Linked DNA regions of Mus musculus: region 1 is linked to region 2. Evidence: chromatin contacts called from public Hi-C data. All regions are on one chromosome and are shown on one strand. Each heading gives the region's core, a stretch centred on a gene start, on an enhancer-like site or on the middle of the called end of the contact. The rest is flanking DNA. Distances are from core to core; before and after follow the strand shown. Region 1 holds the start of Pik3r6 (phosphoinositide-3-kinase regulatory subunit 5). Region 2 overlaps Pik3r5 (phosphoinositide-3-kinase regulatory subunit 5).

The links. A called contact is a pair of places that touch in the nucleus more often than the background predicts.
Region 1: a Hi-C map of Th1 cells shows a contact between it and region 2, with 1.7 times the contacts expected there. The contact joins the promoter of Pik3r6 here to the enhancer-like site in region 2. A contact is called at or near these places in 1 of 15 datasets of contacts at CTCF or cohesin (CD8 T cells), 7 of 484 Hi-C or Micro-C datasets (CD4 T cells, CD8 T cells, Th1 cells and 3 more), 4 of 115 datasets of contacts at active chromatin or transcription factors (CD8 T cells, double positive thymocytes, embryonic stem cells and 1 more) and 2 of 9 other capture datasets (adipose tissue and liver).

The regions. Positions count from the first base shown.
Region 1 is chr11:68,501,680-68,505,807 of GRCm38.p6, forward strand. Pik3r6 (phosphoinositide-3-kinase regulatory subunit 5) reads left to right here and starts at 1,340. Exons shown (of 20, transcript NM_001081566.2): 1 at 1,340-1,568.
Region 2 is chr11:68,448,878-68,453,600 of GRCm38.p6, forward strand. The region is part of intron 1 of Pik3r5 (phosphoinositide-3-kinase regulatory subunit 5); the gene reads left to right. Among named protein-coding and RNA genes, the nearest start is that of Pik3r5, 19 kb to the left of the region's middle. Within about 2 kb of position 2,509, at least 64 of the 459 cell types and tissues checked have an H3K27ac peak or open chromatin away from gene starts, as enhancers often do. A contact at or near this core is called in CD8 T cells, Th1 cells, adipose tissue and 1 more, where this site is marked.

The DNA.
Region 1 (4,128 bases), core at 90-2,589, 52 kb after region 2:
ACTTTAATCTTTAAAAGGCAGGGAAATTTGGATCACATAGATGAGCTGACTAGAAGTAGATTAGGCAACAGGGTTTTAGGCATGACTGGATCTAGGTGCTTCAAAGACAGTATCACTATTGATCTGCCTGACACTCTCCAGAGCCAATTTACCAATAGGATGTGACCATAGAGTCTGTGACTTTTTAAAAGAGGCCTAAAAAGTGTGTTGGAGATGTTCCTGTGTTTTTTATTTCAAGTCTGAGATAGAGGAGGAGGGGAAGAGGGAGGTGGAATGAGAGGAGGCCAAGGAGGTGGAGCTTCCTCTCAGTGCCCAAACTGTCCTTCCCTAGCCTTGACATTTGCCACCACTGACCACTGGTCCCTTCTTGACATTCCTGCCCAGCTTTTCCTCTTGCCCCTTTGCCCTGTTTCCTATTCTTCCCCGAGAAGAGAGATGACCCAAGAAAAACATTGGAAGGAGAGTCCCATGGCCTCGATGGTTTTTGTTTGTCTGTTTAGAGACAGGCTAGCAATATGCAGCCCTGGCTGGTCTGGATCTGGATATGTAGACAAGGCTGGCCTTGAACTCACAGATCTGCCTCTGCCTCTGCCTCTGCCTCTGCCTCTGCCTCTGCCTCTGCCTCTGCCTCTGCCTCTGCCTCTGCCTCTGCCTCTGCCTCTGCCTCTGCCTCTGCCTCTGCCTCTGCCTCTGCCTCTGCCTCTGCCTCTGCCTCTGCCTCTGCCTCTGCCTCTGCCTCTGCCTCTGCCCCTGCCTCTGCTTCTGCCTCCAAAGCATCTGGATCAAAGGCATGGACCACCACACCTGGCAGCCTGGGTAGTTAAGAACCTTCACTAGGGTGCGGAGAGGCTGCAGTGAGGAGCTACTCAGGGGTGAGATTAAGGAAGTGGCTCAAGGACAGGCTTTGTCACAGCTCAGGACAGAGCCCACAGGCTGGGGAGGCAGTGCTGAGCAGACTTGATGTGGTCTAAGATGCAAATGTGGGGGACAGATGCTGGGATGACACAGGGTTTCTGTTCTGAGGTGACAGAGATGCTGGTTTGGTGTGAAATAGTTCAGCCTGTGCATGTCAGATGTCAGGAGGTTAACAGACATCTGGTCCCTCATGCCCACCGTAGGATGGGACATAAGTGGGGTACCTGGACCTTTGGAAAGGCTAGATTTCTGCTTCAGAACCTCATCAGCATGAGAGTGGACATATCCATCCCTTGTGGAAATGTTCATCCCTCCAGACAGGTCACTTGCATTAGGCCAGAATAAGGAACCCCCAGGGACAGTGAGTGACCACACCCACTTCTTTGAAAAAAAAAAAAAAGCCTCAGCAGGATATGCCTGGGAGGGGCTTTGTGGGCCATGAGGAAGGGGAAGGGGAAGGAAGGGGAGGGACAGGACTAGCTGTGTGAGGAAGAACTTTTTCTGCAGATCTCTAGAGTGGACAGTCAGGACGACAAGCTCTCTTTGGCTCCTTTGGGACATCTGGTCCTTGGGGTTGCTGGCCTCCTGAACAGGACCTCAGGAGCTCATTGGCTGGAGGGTCTGGGGACGTGGACAACTGTGGTCCAGCTAAGGTAGGTTCTGACTGGGGCAGAGTGTCTGAGGAGGGAGTTGGGAGAGACAGGGCTGGACCCAGATGAGGTTCAACATGGAAGCGGCTGGTGGATGAAGAGCCCTAAGGAGCCCACGTCTCAGAAGGCTGGTCCTGCTGTGACAGTAAGAGCACCTGCCAGCTATTTCTGTTCAACCTATTTTCCAATGAGGAGAGGACCCAAGATCTTGTGAGGAGACCTTTCTTGTTTTACCCCTCGAACTCTGTGCCTGTTAGCGATAATAGGGTAAGGCCAATGCTGTATAGCTGTGATTCTTTCAGGAACTAGAGGTTGGGTGGGTAAGTGCTTCAATGCCCATCTTGGGTCAGGAATAGACCAAGACTCAGCGCAGGGAAGTAAATCGCAGCAGGTCACAGAATAAATGAGCGAGCAGGGAGAATCCTGAATCCCTGTCTATGTTGCTTCCAAGACGTCATCTGTCCATCTCTCTTCTGGGTATTTAGTGACTGTCAGGGCTGGCTGGTGTGGTGTGTATGTGTGTGTGTGCGTGCACTCACACTCTCACAGAGAGACCAGGAGGGGGTACAGGGAGGGGCATCTGTGCTCTTAGGTTGTTGGCCTCCTGCTCCAGGGGCTGAGACAAGGCCTTGGTTGTCTGATACAGTAATATAAGGCAAAAAATTGCTGGTGAGCCGGGACTTGGAGACAGATATAGGGAAAGTGAGGTGAGATCAGGATGAAGCTTCAGAGATCGGGAGGGCTTATATGCAGAGGTGAGGCTGGCCCTGGAGCACCCCTGGAGGAGAGAGCCCAGAGTGCAAATCTCAGAGGCAGGTCAGTAGATATATGATTGAGGATGAGGGAGCAGAGACCTAGAGACTTTGTGTGGCAAAAGATGCAGTGTGGGACTATCCTCATTCATTGATTTAGCTCCGGGCAGGTCTCATGTCTTACCAGGCACAGTTCTCCTGCCCATCCTATGTGACAAGGGCTGCAATGGTGTTTCCTTTAAAGCTGAGGAGGGCTGGGGCTGTTGCTCAGTGGCACAGCACCGTGCCTAGCATGCAAAAAGCCCACAGGTTTGTAAATAGGTATGGAGTAAGAAAGAGGAGAGAGGGAGGGAGAGAGAGAGAGAGAGAGAGAGAGAGAGAGAGAGAGAGAGAGATTGAGAGAGAGAGAGAGAGAAGCCGTTCAGACTTACAATAGCCTCAGTATAGGCTAGGTTAGACCCCAGTCAGTGTGGGCTAGGATGCAGGGCCTCATCACCTGTCACAGGCCTACTGCAATGCCCTCATGCTGTTTCCAAGGCCATGATGCCTGAAAGGCACACAAAGGCCAGGCTTCAGTTCCTGTGGCCCCTCAGCATCCAGGACCCTCGGATCCTCTCAGCCTCCCTGGGAACAATGTTGTTGCTCTTACTGCTCTGTCCTATTCAGGTGTTTCCTTTAAGCACCGCTAGACACCCCAAGGAAGTTGGCCCGAAGCCCTTTACAGAGCCTGCAAGGAGGCAAGGTCTTTAGGAATCTTTAAAATCCTGATTGGCCCTGGGGGCTGAGGAGGGTCCCAGAAACTCAGAGCTCTGCCTGCATTTCCGCTTGCCCACTAATCACTTGCTATGGTTTGAAGATCTGCCCAATAGTCATATGCTGTTGTTTAATTTAAAGAAAAAAAAGTTATATTGTCTGTTAAGTGTGGTCTGCCCCTGAACTCCGGCAGTGAGAATGGATACTCCGGTGGGAGAGGCAGGCGGGGAGGCTACATGGAGAGGTGAGAGGTGGTGAACGTGGGTGACAGAGGCTCCGCAGGCTGTTTCCATCTCTGCGTATCTCTGTCTCTCTGGGGGGGGGGGTGACTGCAGGTCATAGGGAAGCAGAAAGACTACCTGCAAGTTCTCTGCTGTTGCTCCAGGGTTTGGCCTTGCAAGAGGGGCTGTATCAGGCCGGACATGCATACAGTGTCCGTCTGTTTGGACGGCTGGGCGCAGGGATGCTGTTGGAATGCGTGCAGCAAAGGACAGGGCTGTGAGGCTCTTTCAGAGCTTCAGCCCCAATCCCAGCCCAGCAGCTCTGAGCTTCCTCCAGCAAGGCTGCTGACAGGATCACACAGAGGCTACAAGGGCCCAGGGCTCCCATTCACTCTTCCCACCTGTTACACTCAAGGCTGTAGCCTGCCTCACACACCTGCCCCAAGAGCTGATCCTTGCTAATGTTCTGAACTTAAGAGAAAGCTCTCTGGGTCCCCCCCAGTCCCTCCTCCCTTTTTTCTTTCCCTTGTTTATTTATTTATGTACTTATTTTGTCTCTGATCTCATCTTTCTGTCAAAAAATAATGAGGGGTCTTCTGTTTAATTATTTAAGTGTTTGTGTGTGTGTGTGTGTGTGTGTGTGTGTGTGTGTGTGTGTGTGTGTAGCAAACACCCAGATGGAGGTCAGAGGATAATCTGTAGGAGTTGCTTCTCCCTTCCACCTGTGAGTCCCAAGGACCAAACTCAGGTCGTCAGGCTTGGCTGCAAGCACCTTTCCCCACAGAGTCATCTTACTGGTCCCAAGAATGGTGAAGGAATTTTTGGTCTTTCTTACAA
Region 2 (4,723 bases), core at 1,259-3,758:
CTGAAGCAGGCTGCTTCCATTGTAATTCACTGGTTGTCATAGTCATTGGCCTGCCTCGGTTTAAGGACAGAGAAGTTAGAATCCACTTCTTGAGGAACTAGAGTCTAAGGGACTTTAGAGACACCATTATGGACATCTTTGAGTACTATGATGTTATCAAATACCTTCTATTTTCTTGTTTTGCTTTGCTTTGCTTTGCTTTGCTTTGCTTTGCTTTGCTTTGCTTTGCTTTGCTTTGTTTTGTTTTGCTTTTGGAAAGCAGGTCTTTCTACATAGACAAGACCAGTCTGGAACTTGCTATGTAGCCCAGGCTGGCCTCAAACTCACCATCCTTCCACCTCAGCTTCCTGGGCTTGCAGCCATGTATCATCATGCCCATCTCTACGTTGTTTTCCTGTGGTGAGTTTTCAGGGACTTTTCCCTTTCTTCTGCTGCCAACAAGAGTGTCTCGAACTCCTTTTGAGTCAGTCATGGAGTCTCCTGGCTGAAGGAGGACAGTCAGGAGCCAGATGGAGGAGCATAGCTTTGGAGTTGGTGTCTTGTCCCCAGGAGCAGCATGTGGACCAGGGGTAAAGCAGACCTGTTCGTTTGTCAGGGGAAATTCCCATGGAGCTGGCGTCTGACTACACATTGTGTAGAGTGACTAGTTACCAGCAAACCCAATAAGCCCTGGCTGTGCCCGCTGAATAGGTAAGGGCCTGAGCCTGCCTGGGTGGGTAGTGTGCGTTCCTACCCTCCTTTCAAGGTGAGGGAAGAGGGGGACAAGTCAGGCCTTGGAAGAGAAAGGCTTGCTGGCTTCCTGGACTGTTCCATGGCATAGCTGCCTGCATCCTAGCCCTAAACCCTTTCTTGGGAAGAAGAGATTTTTCTGTACTCTTCCTGTTGCAAGCTTATTCATTTGCTGGGGATTCCATAGACATGCATTTGTTAACCTCTTACAGTGTAAGGGACCAGTGTCTATGTGAGGTCCCTGGACATAATGGGTTGCAGGCATGTGTTGAATAACATTTCCATTGATAATGAAATGGATAGACCATGGTAGTCCTTCACCGTTATAATGAAGTTGACATTTTTCTATTGCCTAGTGATGTGGCTGTCCCAGAGCTGGAGCATACCCCATTACTCCCTGGTTTGTGATGATGCTGGTGTACTACTAATCATGTGAAGGGCAAAGTGCGTAACTATGTAAGGGGTAATACCTCCATAATGACAATAAGTGATCTGTGTCACTATTCCTGGCTTATGAATTGACTATAGTCTACTTTTAAATATTAGCTTGGAGTATCTTCCTTCTACCTACAAAAAATATTGACTATCAGACAGCATGCCGTATCACACCAGAGGTAGCCTCCTGTGCTCTCTCCCCACATTAGTGTCCTGTGGTGTCTGCATGGCTACCAAATTGTCGAGTGGTGCATTCCCCACACCATAGCCTAAGGATGTGCTTTCCCTGTTGAAAGTAACGTATGACCACATTCAAGTCATGATATGCACAGCCTGCAGCTCAGTTTCATGTGGCTCAGCAAGGTGCATGTGTCTATGTGTGTAGCGTGGTCATTAGATTCCCCCCAGTTAAGGTACCTGCCAAATAGGAATAAGGCAGAAAGGACAAGACGTCGAAATGCCCTCCTTTCCTCTTTCTGCAGCTCCCTGCCTACATCCTGCCTCTGTCGTGCCTCTTTGGGGGTACAGGTACAGGAGGACAGAGCTGGGCAGCAGGCTGGACTTGCTTAGATGTGGATTGCCTGTAGCCTGAGTGAGCAAAGTGGAATCCTCGGCTTGGCAGGACCCCACAGGGAAGGTGACATTTTTCCAGGGCCCGGAGCGTCAAAGTGTGCATGAAGAGTAATGTGGGGTTTTGATGGTAGAACAGCAAGAGATGGATGTGGAAGGGCTCTGCTGGAGACAAGCAGCTTACTGAAGGGGTTCAGGCAGAAGGCAGCAGGCACGCTTTCTTGGGGGAAGCCAAGAGAGAAGGCTGGAGGTTGATCTTCAGCCCCAGACCAGGGCCTGATCATCCATCCCTCCAAGGACTGCACTTGGGAGCCTTGTAAACCTCTGTGAGAACAGACAGACAGACAGTGAGGCTGGGGATTGGGTAGGATGGGACCCCTTGTGGGAAGCTTCCTGAGTGACCTTGCTTCTGCTTAATTTATCTGCTTCCTGTTGCCAAGGAAACCCAGCTCCAGTGGTCTTTCCTGGAGCCCTTACACCATCTTACTAGAAATTCCCAGGGAATGTAGTTTGGCCTGGGGGTGGGGGGACTCCCCCACGTAGCCCTCCCCAGACGCTTCTCTGAGAATGGAGATCTTTCTGTTTCTTTATCTTAAGGCTGACACGGGAAGGTAATGTGACGAATGTGACTGGACGGGATTTGAAGCAGCTGTGGGAGGAACAGGCAGATAGTAATGGGTTGAAGCCTGCCGAGCTGGCTGTGGCAGGGAGTCCCCTGGCCCTGCTCCTCAAGCTGCAGAGTCTTGAGGTGTTCTGACACATCCTGTGCCCCAGCCCACCGCTGGCTGCTCTCGAAGCACGGGCCAGATGTGCAAATTCTGCGGCTGGGCCGGGGCCAGGGCAGTACAGCTTGCTTTTCTTGGAAATCATCAGTGATTTGTTAGAAAAACAGGAAACCCTGGGGCTGCCGGTGTGCATCTTGACTTTTCTGTTTTTGTTTTTTGAGTTCCTTTTATCTATGTTAGGCCCAGGTTGCCATGCAGCCCAGCCCCGCAATGCTGTCTCTTAGCAATCGTTGCCTGCCCACCTTCCTCTTTTCTTCTTCCTTGGGCTTCTGCAGCCTCGTCCTTTAGTCCCAGGGACTGATACAGAGACAGGTCAGATGAGATAACCATGGAAACATGATGATGGATATCAAGTTAGACCACTTCTTCTGTAAGGTCTGGAGTAGGCACCTGAGTGTGCCTCCCTCTGCCTCAGCCCCAGATCTATTCACCCACCCGTTGACTGTGGTTGGGCTAGAAATAAAGCTGCCTCTGCTTGTGGGACCTGCTGTCGCTGGGCATCTGGAGTGGCTACCACTGACCTCCTGCTGTTCCTCGTATGACATCACCATCACAGGAAGAGCTTCATCTCTGCCTGGCTACATAGGAGCTGGAGGAACTCTCAGATATCATTCTCTGTTCGTGGGACCACTGCAGCTGAAAGAGAAGAGTCTTTCCAAGGGTCTGGAATACAGAGGACAAACATGGAGGAGACAGATTGTAGTTGTGTGTGCATTGGATCTTTAAGAAAGTTCTAGAAAGTGCTGCTGTTTCCTAGAGTCACCTATGGGGTTTTCCCTGAGTCTCCTCAGGTCAGGGGTAAGTGCTGAGGATGTCTGGTGGTTGATTTACTCAGACTGCTTTGCTGCCGCTGTTCACCCCATAATATAACAATGTGAAAAGCCCTGCTCATTTTGAAGATGCAGTGGCCCAGAAATTATCCAGCTTGTCTTGTCTTCCACTCTCCAAGCAGGGCCCTGGGGCATGAGCTGGTCTGTGCCCATCATGAGAGGTCCAGACAGAGCTGTTGCCTGTCTTGCATTCTCTGCAGATATCTACCCCTGAGTTTTCATTCACTGCTGTAGTCTTGACACCATACTCCACCCTAGGGGAGCCGGGCTCAGGGACTGCTGTTTTGAACTCATATAAGAAGCCTGATGTGAGTGAGAGTGGTTAGAAACTCACCCACACCACCCTGGGGTGTTGCTTGGCAGAGGTATTGAACTGGTTTAGGGGAGAAACCAGAAAGCAAATGGACTGGGGGAACTCTGGACTGGACAAGGAGAGGGGCAGCCAGGTCATACCAGGACTTCAGGACACAGTGAGCATCTACAACTGATAGCAGCCCCCCAGGTCCATGTCCTCATTCTTCAGGGTTTCACAGCTACGGGGCGGGTGGGAGAGGGGGAGGAGCAGAGATTCTCACCTGCATCTGTGCCTGGGGCCCATGAGAGAGGATGGAGGACAGGTGACATTTCTAACTGAAGGCTAGTGTTTCCTTTCATTATGAACATAGTCAATAAGCCACAGTCATATCAGTAGCACCTGCGTCTTTGTAAGCCACAGAAGTCCAGATGTGCCTGTGTGCGTCGCTCCACAGCGTTTGCAGATAGCTTTTGTCATTTGTGCTTTTTTAACATTTTGGAGTGGTGGTGGAAGTTAGGCTGACTGCTGGGTTGGTTATTTAATGTGTTAGTTACATCATTTCTTTAGAAATCAGCTGGTTTAACAATGGTTAGCGATTGTATTTCCATAGTGCGCTGCTTACTTACCTTGTTGCTGTAGTTTCCCAGGCCCCTCTCTCTCGATTTCATTTGACTTTATTATTTTATGTGTAGAAGGGCTTGGGCTGAGCGTGTGTCTTTGCATTACTGACATCCCTGGTGTCCGAGGAAGCCAGAAGCAGCTCTGTGGATGCTAGGAAGTGCAGCAAGTGTTCCTAGCCCTGAGCCATCATCTCTCCAGCCCCTCCCCCACACCCCTGCTTCTCTTTGCACAGCCTAGGACTCTAGCTCATGGAATGAATGATGCCGCCCACGTTTAAGGTAGGTCTTTCCTACCTCAGTCAACCTAATCCAAAACCTCCCTCAGAAACTTGCGAGAGCTTTGTCTCCATGGTGATTCTGACACTTGTCAGGTCAACAATCAACATGAACCCTCACACATGGGATGTGCTTCCTTTTTGATCGTGATGTAATCTCATGCATCTAAAACATTCTTCTGAA